Regions from separate parts of the Mus musculus genome. Here region 1 is linked to region 2. Evidence: chromatin contacts called from public Hi-C data. All regions are on one chromosome and are shown on one strand. The core of a region is the stretch at or near the end of the contact, and the rest is flanking DNA. Distances in the headings are between cores, read along the strand shown.

What was found. A called contact is a pair of places that touch in the nucleus more often than the background predicts.
Region 1: a Hi-C map of adipose-derived mesenchymal stem cells shows a contact between it and region 2, with 2.4 times the contacts expected there. The contact joins two enhancer-like sites. A contact is called at or near these places in 3 of 484 Hi-C or Micro-C datasets (adipose-derived mesenchymal stem cells, cerebral cortex and myocytes).

Annotation. Positions count from the first base shown.
Region 1 is chr5:38,194,037-38,200,729 of GRCm38.p6, reverse strand. It overlaps Zbtb49 (zinc finger and BTB domain containing 49), which reads left to right. Exons shown (of 8, transcript NM_029162.3): 8 at 1-686. The coding sequence ends at 93. Among named protein-coding and RNA genes, the nearest start is that of Zbtb49, 23 kb to the left of the region's middle. Within about 2 kb of position 3,674, at least 23 of the 459 cell types and tissues checked have an H3K27ac peak or open chromatin away from gene starts, as enhancers often do. A contact at or near this core is called in adipose-derived mesenchymal stem cells, where this site is marked.
Region 2 is chr5:37,955,450-37,961,901 of GRCm38.p6, reverse strand. No RefSeq gene overlaps it. Among named protein-coding and RNA genes, the nearest start is that of Gm40289, 13 kb to the left of the region's middle. Within about 2 kb of position 1,456, at least 17 of the 459 cell types and tissues checked have an H3K27ac peak or open chromatin away from gene starts, as enhancers often do. A contact at or near this core is called in adipose-derived mesenchymal stem cells, where this site is marked.

The DNA of each region.
Region 1 (6,693 bases), core at 2,425-4,924, 240 kb before region 2:
TACAGGAACTCTGAGGGACAGTTTTTCTCCAGTATGACTCTCTGGGGGCTGGCAATGAAGACACTGCAGAATGAACATGAGCTGGAGCAGTGAGGTCTCGTAACACTAGAGAGAACCGTCCCTCCTGCCCAACCCGGCTCCCTGTCGGCTCTGCACAACCCAGGGAGTGGGAGGAAGGCCTGCTCGCCCCTGCTGGTCCCAGGGAGGTCGGCCAACCGCATAGGGCTGCTACGCAGCAGTCAACAACTCAGAGAAGCAGTCTAGGGTGAGGACAGCTGATTCACATCAGTGCAACAGCGCACCTAACGTCAGCTACTGTACATTTGTCCTGTTATGACATATGTATACACAAAATATAGATAGATTTACATTTTTATATGATAGAAGATTTTAGTATCTTATATTTTAAAATATTTATACAGATTCTATTTGTATATTAAACGTATAATTTAATTTGAATAAATGAGCTAGCTTTTTCATATAATGTTTTATATTTTGTAAATTTTTCCAATATTATACTTTTTTTTTTTCAGGGTCTCATCATGTAGCCCTAGCTAGCCTTGAACTGTCTAAGGAAACCAGGCTGACCTTGAACTCACAGAGATCCACCTGTGTCTGCCTATCGAGTGCTGGGATTAAAAGCATGTGCCACCATGCTCAGTTTCTAAGCATTATTAATCTTAAGACCTTAATACTATAAAATCACATATCAATGCAGAAGAACCTGGGTTTGAGCCTCAGCACCACCCAAAAATGAAATGTGTCACTGACCTGGCTGTAAGCCTGGAGTCCAGTCATGTTACCAGCCTGCAGTGGAGGCCTCGGAGTCTTCTGAACAGCCTGACCTGGCAGCCACTTCTGGGTAGGCCTTAGCCAACTTCTTGGCCACCCAGGATTTTCTCTAGACTGGCTGGCTGAGAATAAGATGAGCCCTTACAGGCCTGAAGTAGTCTAGCACCCACTGGGAAGTCCCGGTCACCTTCTGCCCTTATAGAGCTCCCTGGCTGAGTTTGCTCAGTCCCTCAGGCCTGGGGGCTCCTATGATGTCCATAGTACTGTCTCTAGAATGTCTAAGCAAACATGAGAATGGCTACCTTGTAGCACACTGTAGATTACCTATGGGAATATTTGAGAACAACCTCCAGCAACTCTAGCTCAGAAAAGCAGAGTACCTGATGAGAGAACCTGCCAAGGACAGGAGGATTCCACACAACCGCCAGGACCAGAGAACTGTCGACTGAGTGACATCAGGTTCCCCTCCCAGTTTCCTAGCCACTCAGTACACCATAGTCCATCCCCCAAGGCTGGCACAGCAGGCAAAACCAGACCTTCATGAGGGTTGAACATCCCGTCCAAGGGTGTGCCAAAGTGTGGGTACCTTGAATAACCGGTGCCTGGATTGAACTTGGGATGTGATGGTTGCCAGTGGATGTTAGCCCCTTCCCACTTCTCCCATCTCCCACTGGCTCAACTGTTTCTCGTTCCAGTAGCTCCTCACCTTCATGGGTCATATCTGCCCTTGGTCCCTCACCTCATCCTAACATCTGTTACTGTTAGCTAGGCTACATCCCATAGTCTGAGTATCACAACTCCCCCACCAGGTCATCCATCACACTGATGGACAATCCATCTCTGCCCTCTGTGTACCCGGCTGGTAACAAGTGGCCCTTCGGTCTCCAGACCACACTTCCACTGAGCCCTCACCCCTCTCACAGCCACCATGTGCTGCCCTTCATGCCACTCTCTTCCAGCTCCTTGGGCTCTCGCAACTCTCCCCTCACCCCACCTGTGGTCTTGCTGTGGTTCTGAGAACACAGAAGCAAACAGGAACTTTCCTCCAACTCCCGCTCCCATGTCTACACCTGGTGACTGCCCAGTTCAACTGCAGCCCCCTCCCCTGCTCACTTCCCCCGGTGTCATTGCTATAGAATGCAGAAAGCCACTGTGCAGGCCTTTGGTCTCCTTGCAGGGGTGTAATCCTGGGGAATGTTCCACGAAGGCTCTGGCAGACACTCAGTACTTACTTGGCCAGTGGGTGCTTTGTGAGGCTTTTTCACTGGAATATGGCCCCCTAGATGGAGCCTCTGATTTTTCCTTCGAGCCCATCATTCAGAGCTTAGTCCCAGGACTTCACTCAAATGTTTTTCTTCAGTGACCTCTCTATTGCATCCACAGATTCTTAATCCCCAATTTGGGCAACTCTGAGCGTAAGTATTGCCCCCTTTCTCTCTAGGTCTATTCCTTTCTCCAGTGACTGGCTCAGACTCAGAATTCATCCTTGCTGATTCCAGTCTACATCTGAACATTAAATGTCCCAGAGTCCAGGCCCTGGATCTCTCCCCTTCTTCTTCGTCTACTCCCTATATCCCGGGACTACTAACTACACGTCTATTAGACCATGACCCCTTTTCCTGGACCTCTCAGAACTCTCTGGAGTTATATGACCCCAGTTCAGTTCAGCTCTGCATTGGGATGTTCAAAACCACCTTTAACTCTAGCTCCAAGGTATCTAACGCCCTCCTCTGGCCTCCACAGGCACAACACTCAGCCGTACACATACAGAGAAGGTTAAAGAAGTCCAATAGCTAGGGCTTGGTGAGACCCCCTGCCCTGCGCTGTATTGTATCAGCACCCCAACAAGGTAGCACTGTTTTCTTAGTGGGTTTAGCTCCTCACAAATACTTTCCTCAGATGTGTATTTAGTCACATCTTTCCGAGTGACCTTATTCTGTCATAAATTGTCACTGACATAGTTCCCTGTCAAAACCTCTATAGAAGGACATGTGTGCCAGGGGTGAGACTCTTAGGGTCCACCATATAACTCCCTTTGCCATCACTGCAAAATAAGTTTATTTTTTTAAAAAATCACTAGTTGTGTACTTGCCATATGTAAGTTTTATGATGTGTAAGTGATGCTGAAAAAAATAAACTATGAAAAATGAACCAAAAATTGCTGTCGGTACCAGCGTTCTGAATGCCTGTGTAAATGTCTGGTCCAGCATGCGTTCTTTCAGCTTGATGGTGTCTCTGACTGCGAGCTAGCTGGTGCTCTTCTGCCTTGGCTGCTTTTCTTGCAAGTTTCCGATTCGCCAGCAGATGGCAGCATCACCATTCACAAGCTCAGAAACATGGTCTGGCCTGGTGGCAAGGGCCTGTGGCTGCTCTGCCTGGGCGCTTGGGAATCCTTGGAGTTTCCCTGCCAGAGAACCAGGCACTTTTGCACCTTAGCCTCCTCAAGCCCTCTTGCAAGTCTGTGTGGAGAGAACGGTTCTGTCCCCACCCCAATTTGCTTGGTTACTTAGCAAGCTTACTGGGTATCGTCTACAACTCTGGGTTCAGTATCCACACTGAGATTTCCCTTATGGACAAGTCAGACTGAGGAATATTCCTAGCAGTTCCTGGCACTTCAGGTGCTCTGTACTTACTTGGCCAGGGGGGTGCACATGGGAGCAGCCACACAACAGTAGCAGTCTGACCTGGTGCAAAGTCCCAAGGGTCCTGGTTATTTGTGACTCTGGCTACTGAGAGAGTATGGCCCTAGCTTTCTAGTATACCCAGAGTCCTGGGTTCAATCTCCAGTATGGAGGAAAACAGATGGCTCTGTGAACCTTGAGCTGTGTGAACAATAGCAGACAGAAAAGGCCATGTAGTGCATGTATTACATGACTGTACGATTCTGTGTGAGTCATCTAGACTGGACAGGTCCCGAAAGACAGAAAGCAGATAGCCAGCTGCCAGGCACAGGGGAGGAGAATGGACATGTGAATGCTTAATGGGCCCAGGGTTCTCTTTAGGGCGGTTAAAACATTCTGGCACTAGCTAGTGTTTATTTAGGACTGAGTTGTGCTGATGCACTAATTTATGACCCTCCTGCTACAAACTGGAGACAAGGCCCTTTACCAAGGAAAGTAGGTTTAAACTGGTCATACGGGTAGGCCCGATGTGTTTGGTGTCCTAGTCAGAGACACCCGTAGTGTCCATGCCCACACCTCTCCCTTCTTGCCCCTCTCTCCTGCTGCCCTGGGTTTGCATTGTGCAGTACAGGCCTTACAGCGAACTGACCTAGTTGAGGTCAGACACTGTCCGGCTGTTGCTGCCACCTTGCCTCGCTTTCCTCCTCTGCACGGTGCCAATGGGGTGACTGTGCTCACCTCACAGGCTTTGCTGCCATGCTAGAAGTAGTGACCCAGGAGGCCAGAGTAGAGCCTGCAGGGCACATGGAAGGCTAAGGTGCTCCTTGCCGTTGCGTTTCTGTGAGGGTGGCAGGAGAGTGGCACTCTCACCTCTGTTCATTAATGTCCTCCTTCACCCTTCAATGGTACCCAGCCCATAATATGTATGGCACAGTCATGGGAAATGGAGAGTAGAGATGGGGTTTGTGGTAAACAACATTCCCTCCATGACAGTTGTTCAAATGGCCAGGGGTATTTTGACAAGAAATCTAAGTAAAAAATCAGTTACTAACATGGGTTGGACACACACACACACACACACACACAGAGTGCCATTGCTACACTGAAGTCCTAACCCCCCAGCACATCAGGATGTGACCTTGTTTGGAAACTGGGCCACTGCAGATGTCATTAGTAAAAAATGAGGCCATGCTGGAGGAAGGACAGGCTCCAGTGGCTGGTGTCTTAGAAGGACATTTGGACATAGGGACATGCACACAGCAAGAACTTCATCTGAGGATGGGCAAGATGCCTCCATAAGCCTGACAGCCACTTGGCCATCACAGTCCTCAGAAGGAACCAGCCAGCCCTGGCCATGGCCAGGTCTCCAGCCTCAGGCTGGCGATCAATTGGGCTTTCCTGTTGTTTAAACCACCAAATCTGTGCCTCTTGGTTGCAGCAAACTAATTAAGTTCCTGGTGTTCCAGAGATTCAAACACCAAAGTGTTAGAGTCTCACACTATTCACACCACACATGGGTGTGCAGGTTAATTGCTTAATTCTTTCGGAGTCAGGGATGTGCAGAAAAAGTAAACAGTATCTGGCCCAGTTTTAGGCTCAGGAGAGTCTTTAGGAATTACTTGCTCTCCCAGGATCCCCGGTTCTTGGCTGTTGCCCTAACATGAACTTGGAGGTCTGAGGATACCTGGCCTCACCCATGATGTGGGGAGGAATCATGTACCTGGAATATGCCTGAACCCCGGGAAGCTGCTACCCTATGTCTTCAACTGGGGACCCTTGCTGAGGAATACAGGGCTGCCCCTCAACCCTCCCACTACCACCTGTAGCTCCTGGAGCTACCATATTGGTCAACCCTTTGTCTATGGTGACCCTGAATACATATGCACTGTGTGCAACCTACGGTCATTTGGACCCCTCCAGGGCCTTAACCTAAGACAGGCAGGGAGGCCAAAGTATCCTCTGTGGGCCTGACTTTGCTGCATCTTGAATGATTCCTGGTCTATCCCCACCTGGAGAGGCTACTGAAGCCTCCCTGTCCAGTCCCATGAAAGTCAGGGAGTGTGGCAGTTCATCTTAGCTGTCAACTTGATGGGATTTAGAATCACCATGGAAACAGACCTCCAGGAATAGGGGATTATCCAGTAAGGGCTAATTGAAATGGTAGCAGCCCATTGTAAATACAAACAATAATACCATGGCTGGAGTCCCAGAGTGGATAAGGAGGGAGCAGGCTGAGCACCAGCAGTTATCTCTGCTTCCTGACTGGATGCAACTTGATCAGCCGCCTTCTGCTCCTGTTGCCCTGCCTCCTCTGCCGTCAAGGACAGCAAGCCCTGAGACCACCAGCCAAAGCAAAGGCTCTTCCTTCTTTAGCGTTTTCTTGGGCATTCTGTCATGGCAACAAGACAGGAGTTGAGGAAGGACAGGAGCATGTGTGAGCCACGGCACCCTCGGGGTTTCAGCCCATCCTTTCCTGTCCCAAGTCCTGTCATCCTGACCCACGTGCTGGAGCTACACCTTCTACCAGAGCCTGACCAGTGAGGTACAAAAGAACAAAATAAAGGAAGTTTTGAAAATCCCTTCCCCTGAACCAAACTACGCCTCTTGAGCATCCCGACTTCGGCAAGAGGCATCTCCCAGGTCAAAGCAGGCCTGGGGCGTTGCTCCGTGTCTGCACACCACCGATGGTCTGACTTCACCTGCACCTGTCTGAGGCGGAGGGATGCTTTGAGTGGCCCCTAGAAAGACTCTGACCTCAGCAGCCACGGGAAAACAGAACTGATCGCTTACAAAGGAACGTCCTTCACATTTGTCAGTGCTGATGCGTATGTGAGCCTCCTCCGTGCTGGGACCTTGACACTGACCTTGTGCCTTGAGCCTGCCTCAGCTCCTCCTCTGTAAGAGGGTCGCAATGCTGGCTGATGTAGGTGATCCGTGTAAACCAGCTGTTGCCATTTCCTCTCCTCTGTTTCCTCCCATGCACATGACAGGAAAGGGATAGGAGACATTTCAAGATGTGCACCGTGCACCTTCATAGTAGTCTGTGGCTTCATGTCACTTCCATCTCATTGTTTATACATGTGAATAAAGTTGCATCTAGATACAAATTGACAATGAGCTGTGTCGGAGGCTAGGAACTGCCTGGCCTGCATCTGGCTTATGACAACCAGGTATGACTATTAGCAAGCACCACCAACCTTACTTCTAGAAAGAACCTGCTGGGAGCTGGGCACTGTGGCGCACAACTTCAACCTTAGCCTGCCGATAGGCTGTTCCAGGT
Region 2 (6,452 bases), core at 207-2,706:
GGTACATGCCCAGGAGTTGGGTTGCTGGGTCTTATAGACACTTAGTCTTAGAAAATGTATGGGGGAAAGAAGGGAGGGGATAGCTTAACCAAAACTAAGGTTTATGAAGAAGCCTTATGGAAACCCACTAGTTTATGAACTAATTTAAAATGTAGCTTTAAAAGAGTTATCCTGGCATGGGCAAAACAAGATGTAGGTTATCAAATGGCAATCTCCGTGTCAGGCACTGGTTATGTCTTTGTGAGTTACTGAATAAGGAGGTCCAGGTGTCTTCATATGGTTTGAATAAGCCCAAAAGGTTTATTATTGAGTTTGTTTGAGGGTGTTCATTTGAGGGTGTTCCTCTATTCTCCACATAGGTGATTGCCATTACTCCTGGCTGTCCACCAGAACCAGATGGCAAGACCTGATTGCTGAAGATACCTTGATTGCAGGACATAGAGAAATCAGTCTCTCTCACCCCCAGCCCCCACTGACTTGCTTTTCTGGTGCTGGAAGGTGCTATATAGGCTGCTGCAGAAGAAACACTATCAGCGGTCTTCCCCATAACTGACCCCTGTATGACATAATATTGACCTGCCAGGCAAGATGTGCCCACTGGTACAATAGTGTCTTAACTGTTGTGGAGGTAGCCAAACACTTTCTGAGCTGGATTTGAGGCCTGCTTCACAGGAGGGAATCCATGCCTGATACAATAAAGCTGACTAAAACTCCCTAGCTGGAAAGGTCATCAGCCCCAGCAGGTAGAGAACGACTGTGGATGTTTTGCTAAATGATCATAGTGTTGAATAGCCTTATAAGCATCCATATTTTTTATCTGTAGATTTGCACTGCTCCTAACCTTGGGTCAGAGAAGCTTCATTTTGCAGTGGGTAGTATTTGATTCAGAGACTTATAACATTCAAAGTTGGAGACCTGGGGTAAATATGGTCAAGAATATATATATATATATATATACATATATATATATATATATATACACACATATATATATATATATATACATATATATACATACACACACACACACACATATATATATGTATACACACACATACATATATATATACACACATATACACATATTTTTTTCTTTTTTCTTTTTTGAGATAGAGTTTCTCCATGTAGCCCTGACTCTCTTGGAACTCTTGCTGTAGATCAGAATGACCTCAAACTCACAGAAATCTGCCTGCCTCTGCCTCCAGAGTTCTGGGATCAAAGGAGTTCACCACCACCTCCCCAGTTAAATGAAGTATTTTTAAAGCAGAAAGTTTTGCTAGTCCTAGGTAGACCATCTCCACTCCTCATGACCTGCTCATTCTCCCGACCACACCCATGTCCCTCCCACTTTACGGCCCTCTCATGATTCCCAGGCCCATATTCCAGGAAGCCTTCTGGTTGCAGCCAGTGCCCACACAAACTACACTCCCTTGGCACCAATTTGATTTCACAATGTCTTTGCTCAGAGAAGCAGGCTCTTCTCCTCTTCAAATGCTTGCGTAACTCTGACCACAGTCCTAGGAACACATTCACGGGAGGGAGAATTTCAGGAATGTTTGAAAAGCTACTGTTTATTCCCCTCTACTCGGACACTTGCAGTTATAGTTTGATCTTTTTCCAGTGGCCCAGTCTCTTTTTATGAGTTTATTAATCATCTGCACATATAGTCCGTGTGTACTGGATCCGCTGGAACTGGAGTTACTGATGGTGGTAAACTACTATCTGAGTGCAGGGAACCAAACTTAGGTCTGGAAGAAGAGCCAGTGCTCTTAACCACTGGGCTATCTCTCCATTCTACTCAGTTCTTTTAAAAGAAATTCTCTCTCTGTCTTCCCATCTCTCTCTCTCCTTCCCCTCTCTCCCTCCTCCTCTCCCTCTTCCTCTCCCCTCCCCTCCTTCTCCTCCTCCTCCTCCTCCTCCCTTTTCTCTCCCTCTTCCTCCTTTCTACACCCCAGTCCTATGGATTTCCTTTCTAGTGGCTACAAACAAAACAAAACAAAACAAAACAAAACAAAACAAAAGAAAAGAAAAGAAAACAAAACTGATGATTCTTTGTGTAAAGGAAGCATCTCCCCTCACCAGTTCTCAGACTGGTTTGCTCTCAGTAGTTTTCCTGCTGCTGTGATAGACACCACAGCCAAGAACAATCTGGGGGTTGGGGATGGGGCGCAGGGAGTGAAAGGTTCAGTTCATCTTAGCACTTCCAAGTCACCATCCATCAGTGAGGGAAGTCAGGGCAGGAGCTCAAGCAGGAGCCTGGAGGGAGGAAAGGCAACAGAAGCCATGGAAGAATGCTGCTTACTTGCTTGCTCTTCAGGGCTTGGTCAGCTTGCTTTCTTACACAATACCAGCCCACTGTTAGCATTGCCCATCATGGGCTGGGTCCTCCCACATTGATCAGTAAAGAAAATGTCCAACAGACTTGCTTACAGGCCAGGCTGATGGAGGTAATTCTTAACTGAGGCTCCTGTTCCCCAGGTGACTCTAAGTTGATGTCAGGAAAACAGCCAAAGCTAATTAGGTCAACGTACTTGCTTAGGATGGATGACTCCTGAGGGTGGAGCGATATAAGTATCTGCAGAGTATTAGAAAACACTGCCTTTTTGCTTCTGTTGTTATTGTGAACACACACACACACACACACACACACACATACACACACACACACACACGCCATGTGTGCACCATGAAAGCTACCTGCTTCAGCAATTTCAGCATACTTGTCCATGGATGAAGCACATCCACATTGCTGGGCAGTCGTTCCCCCCCACCACCACCATATTGCCAACTGAAAATTTACCTCTAGGAAACACTACCTTCTACCCCCAACCCAGGCCCTAGTATTCCTTTCTTTGTGTAACCTTTGCTTTGTGTAACTTTATCTTTCTTTTGCTCAGCAGGCTGTTCTCAAGGCTTGTCTGGATGGTAGCATGTACCAGAATTTCCTTCTAGCAACTACTTCTCCCAGTAGTGGGTCTAGGAGGGCCAGGTTTAGTGTATTTAGTGCTTGTGCTGGGTAGTTTTGTGTCAACTTGACACAGGCTGAAGTCATCTGAGAGGAGGGACTTTCAATCAAGAAAAATGCCTTCATGAGACCAGTCTGTAGGCAAGCCTGGAGAGCACTTTCTCAGTTAGTGATTGATGGGGGAGGACTCAGCCCATTGTGGGTGGCACTGTCCCTGGTCGGATGGTCCTGGATTCTATGTGAATGCAGGCTGAGCAAGCCATGAAACAGCACCCCTCCATGGCTTCTGCCTCTGCTCCTGCCTCCAGATTCCTGCTGTATTTGAGTTCCCGTCCTGATTTCTTTAGTGATGAACAGTGATGTGGAAGTATAAGACAAATAAGCGATTTCCTCCCCAACTTGCTTTGGCCATGATGTTTCCTCACAGCAATAAGAAGGAACCTTTACTACACCAGTGCTTGACAGCAATTTTGAAAATGCGAGACCCTTGAATATTGACTTGTGAATATTGAAAGTGGGTGCTGTGATAAAACAGGGAACATGGGGAAAGTGTGTTCCTTTTACCCACACATCTACCTTTCCTCCTGTTTGCTCTCCAACCACCCACCTACCCTTTTATCTACCCCTTCGCCCATCTACCAATCCACATGTGTGTTCACACATACACACACACCTTGCTTTCACTCACTGTCTTATCTACACACACACACAGACCTTGCTTTCACTCACTGTCTTATCTACACACACACACACACACACACACACACACACACACACACCTCCCATCTACCTGTTGACCTATCTGTCCACCCACTCTCCTATAAATCTACCCTTCCAGCTGTCTGGTGGTCTATCCATTCTGCTAACCCTGCTATCCATCCCTCCATCCACTTACACATTTATCCATCCAATAAAACTCACCTATTCAAACTACCCATCCATCCATCTATCCACCAACCCACCCATCCATCTATCCATCTATCTACCCATGAATCTACTTATCTATTCATCCATCTACCCACCCACCCATCCACCCATCAGCCATCCATCTTTGCATCTATCCATCCATCTCCTCACCCATCTATGGTGGTTTGAATAGGAATGGCCTCCATGGGCTCATAAATTTGAATGCTTAATCACTAGAGATTGTCACTTTTAGGAGGTGTGGCCTTGCTGTAGTAGGTGTGACTTTGTTGGAGAAAGTATGTCACTGGGGGTGAACTTTGAGGTTTCAAATGCCCAGTGCCTCTCTGTCTTCCTGCTGCCTGCCAATCCAAATGTAAACTCTGAGCTAAATCTCCGGCATCCTGTCTGCCTGTATGCCACCATGCTTCTTGTGATGATAACGGACTAAACTTCTGAATGTAAGCCAGCTCCAATGAGATGCTTTCCTTTATAAAAGTTGCCTTGGACATGGTGTCACTTCACAGCAATAGAAATCCTAAGACACCACCCAGCCATTCTATGGCTTCTAGATTCACTTTCCCAAGAGCTGCTCACACATGATTTGTAATATGGCAGAATAAAAAGGTAAGGATGTCTGTGAATCTCTCTCTCCTCTCTACTCTGCTCTCCCAGCCCCATCTATTCCTTCAGAGAGGCATCTCAAGCAACACTTCACCTTGTCTGTATTGTCCTCCAGTCTACACTGCAGACCCGGGCTCTTGGAATCTTCTCCACTAAGTCTTTTCATGGAGATTGCACTCCTCCCACCTCTCGGCCACAGTGGGCACTGTGTCACAAACATGTTTCCCATTGTGACTATGAAGTCTCAGGTCTGCCAGGGTGGCACACTGCTTTAATTGTTTCCTGGGCAGGCAGCAAGAGATGCGGCTATCTGTGACCTCGGTGGCCTTTGGGAAGTTTTCTGGAGGGGGAGCTCCTGAGCTCCAAAGTCTTTTGTATAGCATCTGGTTCTGCTTTGAGGAGAACTAAGGGATGTTTGTCACCATTAACAGTTCCCAATAGCCCTGAATAATTATAAGGGAAGATTTGGGGTTTGTGTGGGTGTGGCAATGTGTCAGCAATATATATATTTGATGGGGCAACACCTATGGGTGGGGGAACAGAAAATAGCTGAAATTGTAGGTCTTTATCAACTCCCAAGAAATATCTCAAAATAATACTAGATGGGGGCTTTCGGTGTACCCCTGGTACTAGCTTTCCTGGGGTTCCATGAGCTGATCCAGTTCTTCAGACTCTCTGACCAAAATTTAAAATAAACTCCAGCTTGGTGTTGGTGGCACATGTGTTTAATCCCAGCATCCGGGAGGCAGAGGCAGGCAGATTTCTGAGTTCGAGGACAGCCTGGTCTACTGAGTGAGTTCCAGGACAGCCAGGGCTACACAGAGAACCCTGTCTTGAAAAAACCAACCCCCCCCCCCCAAAAAAAACCTCCAATGGACTTCTTCCCTCTGTAATGACACTAAGAGAGTAGAAGATATGCAGACGGTACCGTGATGTCCTCGAAAGGCCAAGTCCTGCCCTGCCCCCACAAGTGCGAGTCTGCTTCAGGGAAACATGTCTAGAACGTTTTGGAGAGGTCCTTGGCCAACCCTGCAGTCGACTATTCAGCTGTTCCTTCTTGCGGTGGGGAGTGGGGGGTGGAAACTATAACTGTGTGTGTGTGTGTGTGTGTGTGTGTGTGTGTGTGTGTGTGCTCTCGAGTGCGCGTGCGCGTGTGTGTGTGCATGTGCGTGGCCAGACTATGTCTGGTTTTTTTTTGTTTTTTTGTTGTTTTCTGTTTTGTTTTGTTTTTTTTCCCAAGAATCTTGCCTTCCTCACACTCAGTGAAACTGTCTTAGATAAGAACAATCAATCGCCTTTGTCACATCTCTCTAGGAATCCTTATTCTGCAGACTCTGTAGACAGGTGAGAGTTTGGGGTACCAGCAGGTATTGGGGTATGGGTTAGGACTTATGTCTACCTCAAGCATGAGGCAGTACAACTCCACAGCGACTGCAGTAAAGTTCTCTCCTGTAGAGATTAGTCCTGCTGAGCCACAGAGCTTAGAGTCTGCAGGGACGGTGCAAGGCAGGGATGTGTCAGCCTGTTCATGTACCCACCCAAGTGTGACCCCAAGTTAGACTCCAGAGCTAAAAATGGGTGCGTGTTTCAAAATGCCTTTACTTATCTCCAAGAAAGCAACTCTTCTGGATTTAGATTCTTGAACAAAAGTGCCCATTATATGTTAACACTCCTCTCTCTCAGCTCCCTCCACTGTCCAAACATCTAAGGGCACAGGGCTTATTTAGGAAGCCTGGGTTTTATTTTCAGCGTCACAAAATGAAACCCCAAATCTAAGAGAATCTTCCTCTCCCTCCCTACTCTCCCTCCCCACTCTCCCTCCCCACTCTCCCTCCCCACTCTCCCTCCCCACTCTTCCTCCTCCTCCCCTTCTTTTTTCTAATCCTTCTTTCTCTTCCCCATTCTTCCTCCTTCCCAATCTTCACATTCTCCAATCTTCCTCCTCCGCCATTTTCCTCCC